Regions from separate parts of the Mus musculus genome. Here region 2 is linked to region 1. Evidence: chromatin contacts called from public Hi-C data. All regions are on one chromosome and are shown on one strand. Each heading gives the region's core, a stretch centred on a gene start, on an enhancer-like site or on the middle of the called end of the contact. The rest is flanking DNA. Distances are from core to core; before and after follow the strand shown.

Region 1 (6,052 bases), core at 2,246-4,745:
ACCATGACCACCACAGTAACTCTTACAAAGGAAAGCATTTAATTGGAGGCTTCCTTCCAGTGTTAGAAGCTTTGTCCATTATCTCATAGTGGGGAGTGTGGGAGCAGCCATGGCAGACATAGTGCTGGAGAAGTAGTGGAGAGCTACATCCCCATCTGAGGCAGAGGGGGAGGGAGAGAGAGGCAGGCTGAGACTGGCTGGGCCTGCCTGGCTTGGGCTTTTGAAACCTGAAAGCCCATCCCCAGTGACATACCTCCTCCAACAAGGCCACATCTATCCCTACAAGGCCACTCCTCTTAATCTTTTCAGACAGTTCCATTGGCTGGTGACTGAGCATTCAAATGTATGGGCCTTTGGGTGTGTGTGTGGGGGGGGACACATTTGTATTCAAACCACAATAGGGGTGAGCCTCTTTTGGGCCACAGAGTTTCTGAGACCATGCTGACATCTGTGGGCCATATCCCCGAAAGAATACTCCTGGACTCTAACACACACTGACACCGTGCTGTGTCTGCCCTACGGGTGCCTGTGATGCCAAAGCTCTCCCCACCCCTGTCTGTCAGTAGGCCAGCTACACCCAGCTACAAGCCAGCAATGTTTCAAAAGACATGTGTAAATCCAAACTGAGGCCCAGAGGGTAGCGAGACTGCAGTGCCAACCCTAGCCAAGGAGGATTAATTACTCAGCAGTGGCAGGTCTGTCAACCTCAGAGATGACCTTACTAGATGACTAAACACACGGTTCCACTAGACTCCTTTGTTCCTATTCCTGGTTCAAAGATGCCTTTGGGGCTGGAGAGATGTCTCAGTGCTTAGGTGTCCTAGCTACTCTTACAGAGGACCTGGGCTCAAGTCTTCACCAACCATCAGTAACTCCAGTCCCAAGGCCTCTGAGGATACCAGGCATGCCAGCCACACCCATGGTGCCCAGACATACATGCAGACAAAATACCCGAGGGCCAGAAATTATAAAACGGTTGGAAGTATAACCAGACCTCATTATGTATGATACAAAGTGTGAAAATCACACCAATAGTGGCAAAGACTGTATCCCACATCCATGCCATAAAACCCACGACCTGGGAACCAAAATAACGGTTTGGCCTCAGCCCTCAGACTTGACATCTGAAATCTGACATCCCTTGCTCGTGCCTGCAGGTGCCAAGTAATGTCAGGCTGTGATTCCTGGTGGCAACATACCAGAGGGTACTCACCCCTGATTCCTTGAATCAGGAGCAACCTTGAGTCTGTCAGTTCACAGATGTGAGTGCTTCCAAACATGGCAGGAGCTAGGCAAGATGGTTTTGTACGTGGGGTAACTGTTCCCGAGATATCTGTAGTTCTGAAAGTCTCCAGGGCTGGCATATTTGGCTGTCTGTGTAGCGTTGCACTGAAGTCTCACAGTTTGCCGCTGCTGCTCCCCACTGGCTGGCGTGATCCATATTCATTGAGAAGGACGAACTGAACAATAGCAGTTCATTTTCATAAGGTCTGAAATCAGAGAACCTTTCCTGGAATCTGATCTTCAGCTCCTTCGTTCTGGGAATGTAGCTGTGGCCGTGGCTTTCGTTTTCAGAGCCTAATTTAAGCATGGAGAAGTGGGCCAGACAGAGTCCTTGTCAAAGTCAAGACAAAGACAGTTCTGCCAGGAATGAGCGAACTGAATCATATGTATAACTGTCATGGATACCCTGCCAAGAATTATCGAATATATTTAAATGGCTTGTGATAGCAACCAAAAAGGCCAATTCTTTGGCCTTAACTCTAATCATGACCCAGACATGGGGTTCCCTGAAGAGGACATGAACAAGCCAGTTTCGCCCAATGGTTCAAAATCTGCTTTAGTACCGTATCACAATTTGGCTGCCATATCGTTCAATTAACTCCCTGAAAAAAGCTCTGAACCATGGTATGGGAAGGTGGTGTGTGTGTGTGTGTATGTGTGTGTGTGTGTGTGTGTGTGTGTGTGTGTGTGTGTGTGTCCAGGTTATGATGTGGGGCTAGCCAGGGCTATTGGCTATGTAGTTAGAGATGACCCTGAGAGCCTGATTCTCCTGTCTCCACCTCCATGACGTGACCCAAGTAGGTTTCCAACACAATGATTCCAGGCCAGTGGTACCACAGACAGACTAAGCCCCACCTTTGATTCTAATATGGCAATAAACTGCTTCATACCTCCCATGGCCAAATCACCATCAAGCTAACACTTACTAATTTTAACCAGTCCACATTAAGCTTTTTAAAACTTTCTCGACCTAAAAGAATATAATCTCTCCTGATGTCATGCTCGCCATAGATACAACATCCAAAAGTTCCCCAGGAACATCAGAGCTTTTGTCATCAAGAGGCCAGGAGATGGCTCGTTGAGTAGAGACATTTGGCACCAAGTCTGATGACTTCAGTTTGATCCCTTTGGACCTTTCACTGTTTCGTTGACGCCTCCCCTCCCACTCCTACGAAGTAAGTGCTTGCTGACTTCCATCGCTGAACCTGTCAGCTTGCTTGGTCTAACTTCAAAGGCACCACTTTTCTTGGTTAATTATATTTGGATGCTGGGAAGATGGCCCAGATGTTAAGAGTGTACACTCTTCACCTCTGGAGGCTCACAACCACCGTAACGCCAGCTCCAGAGGGACCCAGTGCCTCAGGCTTCCATCGACACCCACACCCACACACACACAATTAAAAATAATAGCTTTAGATCACCTCTCTCTCTCTCCCTTTCTCTCTCCGTGTGTGTGTGTGTGTGTGTGTGTGTGTGTGTGTGTGTGTACTTGCTGCAGCACACATGTGGCAATCAGAGGATATCACGCAGGAGGTGGCTCTCTCTTTGCAGCATGTGAGACCTGCCGGTGGCAGGTTCCTTAGCCTGAAACGATTCTCCTCCCACCCATTTCCCTCTTCCTAGCAGCGGCTAAGATTTACATCTTGCTTGCTCTGTTGCTTGACTTTTAAATGCTAGTAAAATGCTCCTTGGTTTTAACTGCATTTTATTAACAAGACTAAGAACCAGCATAAGAGAGCTCCAAGTCCAGGGTAAAGCCACCACATCAGCCTGCTTTTCACGTTCACATGGAATGCTTTACTTATGCTGGAAAATATTAAAAATTGGCATAAAAACATGACAATTTTTTTGGTGCTTTAGTGTGGTTAAATATAGCACCTTCTGGTTTTGCAACAACCTAGAAATAGAAATTCCTCACCCTCAAAAAAGCTTGTATCTAGGAACAGCGTTTTAAAATACAGAACACTACTACCAACTCTTTAAGTGGAATAAAGACTTCATACCAACACAAAAGTAGCAAGTAGCACCCCCGCAGCTCAAATACCTCAGCTCTCCAGCCTCAGTAACGGTGGATTCATTACTACACACAGACCACTGGCAACTCAAGCCACAACCAGGAACTCCTGCTGCCGAAGCTGGTCTGCACGTTCCTGTCCCCAGTGACTTTTCTCCTGTAACACCATTGCTGAGACTGCAACACACACACTCTAGAGCCACATGAGCCGGTAGGATGTGGCAGGCCAGCCCAGGGCTACATGCCAGCCGGCTCCTCCATGCCCTTCCCGGATACCACTCAACACCCAGATGCTAACACTTTTAACCATAAGGAAACGTAGCAGCCAAGGAGCGTGTCTAGGGTTGTCCCCTCAGTCCTTTACATTGCTGTCTGGTTACCACAAAATTACACCGCTTTATTGCTTACCTCAGGGGAGGATGGGGATCAAGGCTCAGGCCCAGGGTCTGCATGGACTCTGGTTGGTCCAGTTACAGGGGGCCTGTCACTTTTCAGGCCATCTGTCCTGGAGGAGCTGGCCCTGCTGCACCCATCCTACTGGCTCTTGGAGGTGGGGGTTGGGTGGGGGGAGGTCCTGACAGTGGCTTTACAGGAGGAAGGTCACTGGGGACAGGAATGTGTGAGCTGACTTAGGCAGCAGGAGTTACCAGTTGTGGCTTGGGTTGCCTTGATAAGCTTGGACAGCAATCCAGAAGTATTGGGTATGAAACCCCCAGGAGTCAGCCGTTTGTGGTGCTGCTGAAAGGGGGACGACTGGAGAATCAGGAATTCATCACCACCCTTGGCTCCACTGAGACTTTGACAGCAGTGGGAAACATGAGGCCTTGTCTCAAAAGTGTGTGTGTGTGTGTGTGTGTGTGTGTGTGTGTGTGTGTGTGTGTGTGTGTTAAGGGTGAGGAAAAGTGTACCAAGGTAAGGAGCCCTAGACTGCCCCTGTGCACATATGTATAATGTACATGTGTGTATGGTGTGCCCCTGTGCACATATGTATAATGTACATGTGTGTATGGTGTGTATGTATCTTTTTACACATGTGGTATATATGTGTGCATGTGGAGGCCTAAGGTTAATACCAGGAATTATCCTGGATTCTTCTTGCATCTTCTCTATTGAAGCAGAGTCTCAATCGAAACCAGAGCTTGAGGGGCTGGAGCGATGGCTCAGTAGTTAAGAGCACTGACTGCTCTTCCAGAGGTCCTGAGTTCAATTCCCAGCAACCACATGGTGGCTCACACCCATCTGTAATAGAATCCTCTTCTGCTGTGTGTGAAGAGAGCTGCAGTGTACTCATATACATAAAATAAAGGAATCTTTAAAAACAAACAAACAGAAAACCAGAGCTTGAAGGTATGACCAACCTTACTAGCTGACTTGTTCCGGGATATCCTGCCTGTGCCTTCTGAGGTTGGAATTCCAGCCTGAGGCCCCTCCCCCACCCCACTCCCACCCCACCCCCTGCACCCTCTGCACACACCAGGCATCTACACAGGCTTCTGTGGATCCGAACTTTAAACAGCAAGAACTCTCAGCCCTCACTAAACACTCACCTAACTTTTTAAATTTTATTTTATTATTTTCTTTTTTTTTTTTTTTTTCTTTCGGTTTCTCTGTGTAGCCCTGGCTGTCCTGGAACTCACTCTGCAGACCAGGCTGGCCTCGAGCTCAGAAATCTGCCCGCCTCTGCCTCCGAAGTGCTGGTATTAAAGGCTTGAGCCACCACTGCCCGGCTCACCTAACTTCCTTTACAAGACAATAGTGTGGCCACAAGCCAGAAGGCCAAGTGGGGGAGAGGTCTCTAAGCAGCAGAAGTGCTTGGAGACCGCGGGATCATCCACACGGTCTCTATCGACACACACGGTAGTGCAGGGGTGCCATGCCTATGAACCAGATTCTATGAGAAAGAGAGATGTTACAACACACATCCCAAACACGCCATATCCTTTCAGAAAAGTTGGCTCCTAGCCCGAGGAGCACAAAGCGCTACCCTGACACTGCACAGGAGCAGCAGCGCCCCCTAGGGGCACTACAGGGCCGATGCTTCTGGTTGTGCCCTGTGAGTGCCCTAGGTAGGGATCGCTGCTACCCTCTCCATCCTAGCCCATTTTCTCAAGGACCGAGCTTGGCTGCTATTCCAGGAGCCACCGGTGGCCTATGACTTATGGAACCTGGCCATTGAGAGCCTGAGGACACCCTCGATAGATGTGGCAAGTTCACAGCAAGAAGCACATTATACCTCACGTCTTCCTATGTGCCCGTCTTCCCATGTTCCCTGTGCTTCTCTGGTGGAACAGCCCTTCACACACACACACACACACACACACACACACACACACACACACACACACACACGGACTCCACCCCTCAGGAACACTGTTCCATGTGACACTGAACAGAAGTCTCTTGGAGTCCAGAGGTGGTCTCTGAGAAAAGTTCTGACATCTACCCATGGGCTGGCTACCCAGTGCTTGTGACAGGTGGCCCTTGAGAACTCAACTTGAAATAGCATCTTTCCACAGGCCCCTTTGTTCCCAGAATCCCTCTTGTCTCGCCCACCACTCTCCAAGGGTGCTTAGGACCTCATGCTGTGTGCACCCTGTCACCACACATCCAGGATCATCCCTGAGGAAACTCCCTTCCTACAGGGAACTTTTCTCTCAGCTCCGTGGTCCACTGTAGCCTCTATGAGATTCCCACTGCCATCAGAGTATCTCTTCCTTCCCCCTTAGCCTCTGCTGACTGCTCATGGGCCCTGTG
Region 2 (6,502 bases), core at 2,010-4,509, 200 kb before region 1:
ATCAAACCTGTAATCACTTTTTAAGCATGATTTATTAATTTTTTTATGGGCTATGCATCGGTTGTTTGCCTGCTTGTATTTAACGAGAGGGTTGGCTCGCCTGTAACTGGATTACAGACATTTCTGAGCTGTCCATGTGGGTGCTGGGAATTTAATTCTGTCCTGTGGAAGAGCAGTCAGAGCTCTTAACTGCTGGGCCACATCTCTCAAACAAGTCAGTTACTTTTATTCTCCTAGGTCAGTGTGTGAACTCTACCCCAGAGCTCTGAGGGTTCGGTGGTTACTTTTAATTATTAACTTGCCCTACTTTACAACCCTCTGGGAAGAGTGACTCCGTGAGGGAGTCTGCATCAGGCTGGCCAACAGGCATGTCTGAAAGAAGAGTGTTTTGATTTAAGGTAGTTGATTGAGGAGACCCAGCCCACTGTGGGCAGCACCATTCCCTGGATCTGGATTTTGAACTATGTAAAGTGCAGAAATTGAGCTAAGTAGTAAGCATTTGCATTCCCTCTGCCCTTGACTGGATGTGACTTGCTGCTTCAAGTTTCTGTTGACCTTGACTTCCCCTCAGTGACGGGCTGTAGTGAGCTAAAGTAACCCTTTCAACCTACATTGCGTTTTATAAGGTATTTTTTGTCACAGTAGCAGAAACTAGGACAAAGGGGACGATGCGCTCTTTGGCATGGCCATCCATCCCATCAGTCGGTCTCCAGGAGATGCTGAGGTAGCTGCGGTCCTGCTACAGGAGCCGTAGATACCGGAGGTCCTGTGGGCAGTCTGATGGCTTTCACCTGGCTGTAGATACCGGAGGTCCTGTGGGCAGTCTGATGGCTTTCACCTGGCTGTAGATACCGGAGGTCCTATGGGCAAACTGCATGGCTTTCACCTGATTCCCTCATCCTTGCAGATCACCCCCGAGTACCTGCAGAGTGTCTGTGTCCGCCTCTTCAGTAACCAGATGCGGCAGAGCCTGGCACACAGCGTGGACTTCACGAGGCCTGGGACGGTGAGGTGCCATGAGAGACGGGGTATCCTGGGTTTGTCCCCCAAGACTTACAAGTGAAGTTATTAGAGAGAATGAAAGCCTGTGAGAAAGTGACATTCAGGAGCTAGAAGCTCCCAGAAGGAAAACAAAGCTATTTTTGAGGAGGTTGCAGCTGAGGTTAGCCCTTTGGGTGAGAAAGGAGAGGTGCTCTTTCAATCTACCATGGCAGCTGCTCCTGCGCACTGAGGCCTGAGAGTCAGGAGGAACAAATCGAAACCTTGCTGTCTTTAAAAGAACTCTCGTGGGCTAGGGCGAGCGCTCAGTACAGCGCTTGGTGTGCAGGCACCAGGACCTGAGTTTGCTCCCTAAGGCCTGGAATGTGTGACACCCCAGTGCTGGGAAGACACAAAGGCAGGTCCCAGAGGCTTGCCACCCAGACAGGCTAGCTTACTGTGAGCTGCAGGACAGGGAGAGAGAGGCCTTCTCTCCACAAAAAGTAGACAGTGCCTGAGGGTTAACAACCAGCTTTGTTCTCCAGCCTCTGCATGTACATGCCACATACATGACTGTACTTACACATGCTTACACACATACAAGAGAGTTGGGGGTGAGAGATTGGGCTTAAGATAAGACTTTACTTTTTAACTTTTTATGCAAATTAAAGATTTAAAGAAAAAAATCACAAGCATAGCAAGGAACATTGGCGTCTTCTTAACCAGCATGTATTTATTGTGTGATTCTATGTGTGTGTGTCTCCCCACCCCCATGTGTCTCCATACACAAACACAATAGGGTTTATAAAACATTTGTACATACTTGCCAGGCTGGTGTATATTTATTGCTGCTTTCTTGCTTTGTTGGGACAAGATCTCATGTAGATCAGACTGGCATTGAACTTCCTTAAACTCTGATGCTTCTACCGGCCAAGTGCTGGGATTACAGACATGGGATACCATACCTGACTCCAAAGTGGAGTTCTTTTCCTTTTCTTTTAGAGGTTTATTTTATTATTTTTAGTTCTTTGTAGCATGTCTGCATGTGGTTGTGTGCATATGAATGCATACAGGCCAGAGGTTGTGGATCTCCAGAGTTCTTGAGTTCTGGAAACAGAACTTGGGTCCTCTGGAAAAGCAGCAAGTACCCTTAACTGTTTGCCTTGGTCAGCCTCTCTCCTGTGATCCCAGCATTAAAGAGGCTGAAGCAGGAAGGAGCAGGAAGTTAAAGCTTAGCTTGGACTCCACAGGGAACAGAAGACTGGGCTGAAAAGGGAGACCATATCTCCAAACCAAAGAGAGGGACAAGGTGAAGATTATTATTCTCTTACTAATCACAGAATTATCAGCTCCAGTATGTCATCTTATCGAATTTGTCCACTTCCACTTGTCAGCGGAACCTCTCCTGCTCGTCATAGCCACTAACATAGGTCTGCATTGTGTGCGTTGTCTGGACTCTGTAGCTCCTTTGCTCTGGACCGTTCCCCTGGTCTTTTCTTTGGCTCTCATTGTATTGACACTTGGGGAAACTGTAGTCCTCCTTTAGAAAAGCAGGCTACTCCCCTTACCTGTTTGGTGTTGCCTTGGGGTTGGGCTCAGGTTTGCATCCCGGGCTGAGTGTTTTCTGGGGAGTGACATGCTTTTCCTAGGACAGCACATCTAAGAGTGCACAGTGTGGACTCAGGGATTCGTAACCCTGGAAGACTACCAGTGTCTCTAAGGACACCCTCAAATTTCAGGAGCCCACCTGCACCCTGGAGCTCAGACCTGCCTGAGCTTGGTCAGAGGCTGGGTGGGGGAGGTCCACTCTGGACAGAGTCCCTGACGAGCCTCATAACTGCTGGGTCAGTGCTTCAAGCCAGGCCGTTGACCACCCACCTGAAGCCCACTGCTGTTTGTAAAATTCACTGCACTGGTTTCCAATCTGGATTGCTTCACACACACCCTTCTGGATTAGAATACAAGACAAAAGAACTGCTCAGCGGGTGTGCAGAGATCACCATCAACACTGGCAAAGCTCTCGTTGGAGAGCATGGGCTTCATTTGTGGAGAATGTCATCAGGAGTCATCACTTCTGGACAGCCTGCTAAGCCTGTACTGCTGCCCTTACCAGAGAACCACCACACGGGGGCAGCATAAACAACCAAGAGCTGGCCTTACCACAGAGCAGCCACATGGGGGCAGCATAGATGAGCAGAAGTAACCTTTCTCTAGCAGGCTCTGTAGTTGGCAGGAATGGGTGGGCAGGTGGAACACAGCAAGGTGTGCCCTGTCACATAAACTCAGTGAGTCATCCCTCTACTTAGAAAAAAGAAGTGCCATACTGGCAGAGGCCTCACAGACTCCAGGAGAGGAGAAAGACTTTCCTGCCTGCCCTTGTCTGCTCATGCCCAGGCCACTGTGTCCAAAATGCTACCTTGTCAGAGCTGGCAGGTGAATGCAGTTGTTCCCAGGACTGGTACTGGTGATATTCTTGTGTTTTGAGGTAGAGGATTCTCCTGGATGTTCTGTGACAGTGAATCACGTGTGTCCCCTTGTCCTCATGTGGCTGGCCTAATTCTAGTTTCCCTCATCTTTGCCTTAAAGGGCCAGAACTGGGATAGGTAGGAATCAGAGTGTGTTATCGGCTGCCTAGTGAGAAGTCAGGATTCTCCCCTGGGCACAGGAGAAAAGACAATTTTCTAAGATTCTAGAAAGACATCCACGCCACATAATGGCCTTTTCACAGCAGCCAACAGTAGCCCCTGAGTACTGTGGTAATGGCATGGCACTATAGACAGTCTCACTCTGTAGACCAGGCTGGCCTGGAACTCAGAGATCTCCCTGCCGTTGCCTCCCAAGTGCCCCCAAGGGATTAAAGGCATGTGCCACCATGCCTGGCCTTCAATCTTGTACAAAGACAAAAACATGTAATTGTATTTTATAGACTGTATCCCTGTTGTCTTAAAAATATTTATTATTATCTTAATTATGTTTATATGTGTGTGAGTACAGTACCAAACATCATTGCTGGGGATTGAACTCAGATCTTCTTCCAGAGCAGAAAGTGCTCCTAAGCTCTGAGCTATCTCTCCACTCTCTGGATCCCCATCGATACAGAATGCATGCCTAGTGCTCAGGTTACACAAGTCACCACCATGCAGTTAGAGGGAACCTGGTGCCAACTCATCCCTGTACGACCTGCTGAAGAGTCAGTTTATCAATACAGGTTAGGGCCATATGAACATTTGGCTTGGAAATCGCAATTTAACAGTAAATTTGGCAGAACACAAACCAATTCTTTCAACTCAGCTGCCTCCCATAGCTTCCCATCTGCCTGGGTTAAACACACATCCTCCAGACCTTTAAAAATGTGTACACTTAAGCTGCTTTACAGCTCACTCTTTAGCTTATTAGGACATTTGTGGTTGTTTTTATTGTTTTGAGACAGGATCCCAAGCTAGCCTCACACTTATAATCCCTGTTTCAGCCCCTCCCCGTGCTGGGGTTCCATGCAAGTACCCCCCTTGTCAAACCTAACTATGCTTTTAAGGGCATTCTGTTCTTGTTAGTATGCTTTTAGCTCCTGTGCTGTGTAGAGGTAGCGGTGGTGTTCAGTTTTTTGAAACAGAGTCTCTCTACATAGCCATGGCTATCATGGAACTCACTGTATAGACCAGACTAGCCTTGAACTCACAAGAGTTCTGCCTCCTGAGCACTGGGATTAAAGATGTCCGGCACTTTGTAAAGTTTGAGGGCAGTATCGTACATCCAGCCATTCCTCTCTGGGTGGAGAGGACTGGCTAGCCTATGGCTGTGAAATTGCACGGCTCATCCTTTCTTTCTCTGCCATTTTACTCCAAATGATGAGTATACATAAGGCCAGGTGAGGGACAGTCCTTCCAAAGCTCTGCCTGGATAGGACGGTGTAAGAGGGTGACCGACTGTGTCAGAGATCCCTGGCCAATCCTCCAGTTGAAACTCGAGCCGTATTTCAAGTGAGTCTCAAGGCCCCGTAGTGACTCTCCAGGACTTAGGAGTCCGTGAGACATTTTCATTTAAGTGCATCCTTACTTGGACAAACAGCACAACTGGGAACTAACCCTCTGTTTTCCCCATGTCTCCAGGTAAGGATGTGTTGGAAATGAGAGTTACTCTGTGATAGACCTCGAGGGGAAGCCGCATCTGCACTCTCCTTTGTTTTAGTCAAGTGTTACAAAGGCTATAGTGGTTGTCCCCCTTTTTCAGGGTGGTCTGTTCAGTTGTTGAGGAATGGAGCCAAGCATGGCTCTTCTCCCTGTTTTGTGGCCCTGGCTCTGGCAGAGCCTCAGCAACTGTAGCCATCGCACTCCTGTAACTTCTCTAGGTCTTCACAGGATACCTGCAGTTGTCCACATGGCCATTCCACTTCAGGCTCAGTGTGGTGAGAGTCACCTGCTGAGATCCTGTCCCCTTGGTGCTGCCTCGCACACAGATGAATGTCCTGTATTCCCAACCACAAATCCGTGGCAGTTCACACCGTTAGCCCTCAATCAGTTGGTAGAACCATGACCTTCCCTAGCTCCAGACACAGACTTCCTGACTCTTTCCACAGATCCCGGCAGAGACATTTGTGTGCCCGCTGTCTGCTCTGCCTCGTTGCCTGTTGTGAAGAATGAGACTCCTGGGAGTCAGCGCTTGGTCCTCCCTGTCATTCAGATGCACTGGTCATCAGGAGCTGGCTGAGGGCTCTCTGCTGTGCTAGTTGCTGTGCGTTGCTGAGACTGTCCCTAGTTCTCTCCTGGCTGTGAGCCAGGGTCTCCTCTCAGTGTCATGCTGGTCGCTCAGCTTTCTGGGTGTGTCTGTTGTTTATGTCTTTGTATCCTAGGAAGGATTCAGGTGTCTTAGAGGTAGCAGGTCCCATTTCACCTTTGCTCCCAACTGTCCTTATTTCAGGGTAAAGGGGTTCACTTTCTGTACGTGCCCTCTCCTGGTTACAGAGTCACCCAGGGCTGTTCCCTCGGGTGCAAGCTGAGACCTTGAATGTCCCACGGTGATTTGAACCTCTCTGGAAGTTTTCTTGGGAGGGTTCCATAGGTGCCCTTTAGCACCGTGGAGGCCTGGCAAAAATGGGCCTGGCCTGAGGGGTTTGTCGGCTCTCTTATCCTCTGGGTGCCAGCCACTGAGGGTGTCGAGCCCCCAGCCTTTTTCTGCTCCCACCTGGGCCAAGCACTTGTTCCCTCCGCCCTTTTTTGTGCTCACATTTTTCAAAAAAAAAAAAAAAAAAATGTGTTTGCAGACTAAACTTAGCTCAGAACAAACAAACTCTGATTTAGGAAGCATGTGGCCTAGTGAGATTCCTGGAGGGCCACTCTCCCTCCTGAGCTACCCCTAGGAACACTCCTTGATGATCTTCAGGTCTGGATCACCAGCTGTCCCAGGCCTTCGAGCTGGCCTCAGGCAGCATCTGAGGGAAGCCTCAGCCCCAGGCCTAACTGTGGCTGAAGAGCAGGAAAGGTGTGAAAGGTGTGGCATTGTCACCTTGACTTGTCAGCAGAGCACCTTT

What was found. Hi-C and Micro-C count contacts between places; a contact is called where the count stands out from the background.
Region 2: a Hi-C map of bone marrow-derived macrophages shows a contact between it and region 1, with 28 read pairs. The contact joins two enhancer-like sites. A contact is called at or near these places in 3 of 39 promoter capture datasets (embryonic stem cells and neutrophils), 1 of 15 datasets of contacts at CTCF or cohesin (large pre-B cells), 4 of 484 Hi-C or Micro-C datasets (B cells, bone marrow-derived macrophages and embryonic stem cells), 12 of 115 datasets of contacts at active chromatin or transcription factors (the HPC-7 cell line, bone marrow-derived macrophages, craniofacial prominence and 7 more) and 2 of 9 other capture datasets (adipose tissue and liver).

The regions. Positions count from the first base shown.
Region 1 is chr1:86,375,951-86,382,002 of GRCm38.p6, forward strand. No RefSeq gene overlaps it. Among named protein-coding and RNA genes, the nearest start is that of Nmur1, 9.2 kb to the right of the region's middle. Within about 2 kb of position 3,496, at least 61 of the 459 cell types and tissues checked have an H3K27ac peak or open chromatin away from gene starts, as enhancers often do. A contact at or near this core is called in bone marrow-derived macrophages, where this site is marked.
Region 2 is chr1:86,175,907-86,182,408 of GRCm38.p6, forward strand. It overlaps Armc9 (armadillo repeat containing 9), which reads left to right. Exons shown (of 25, transcript NM_030184.2): 9 at 908-1,006. Among named protein-coding and RNA genes, the nearest start is that of Armc9, 24 kb to the left of the region's middle. Within about 2 kb of position 3,260, at least 52 of the 459 cell types and tissues checked have an H3K27ac peak or open chromatin away from gene starts, as enhancers often do. A contact at or near this core is called in bone marrow-derived macrophages, where this site is marked.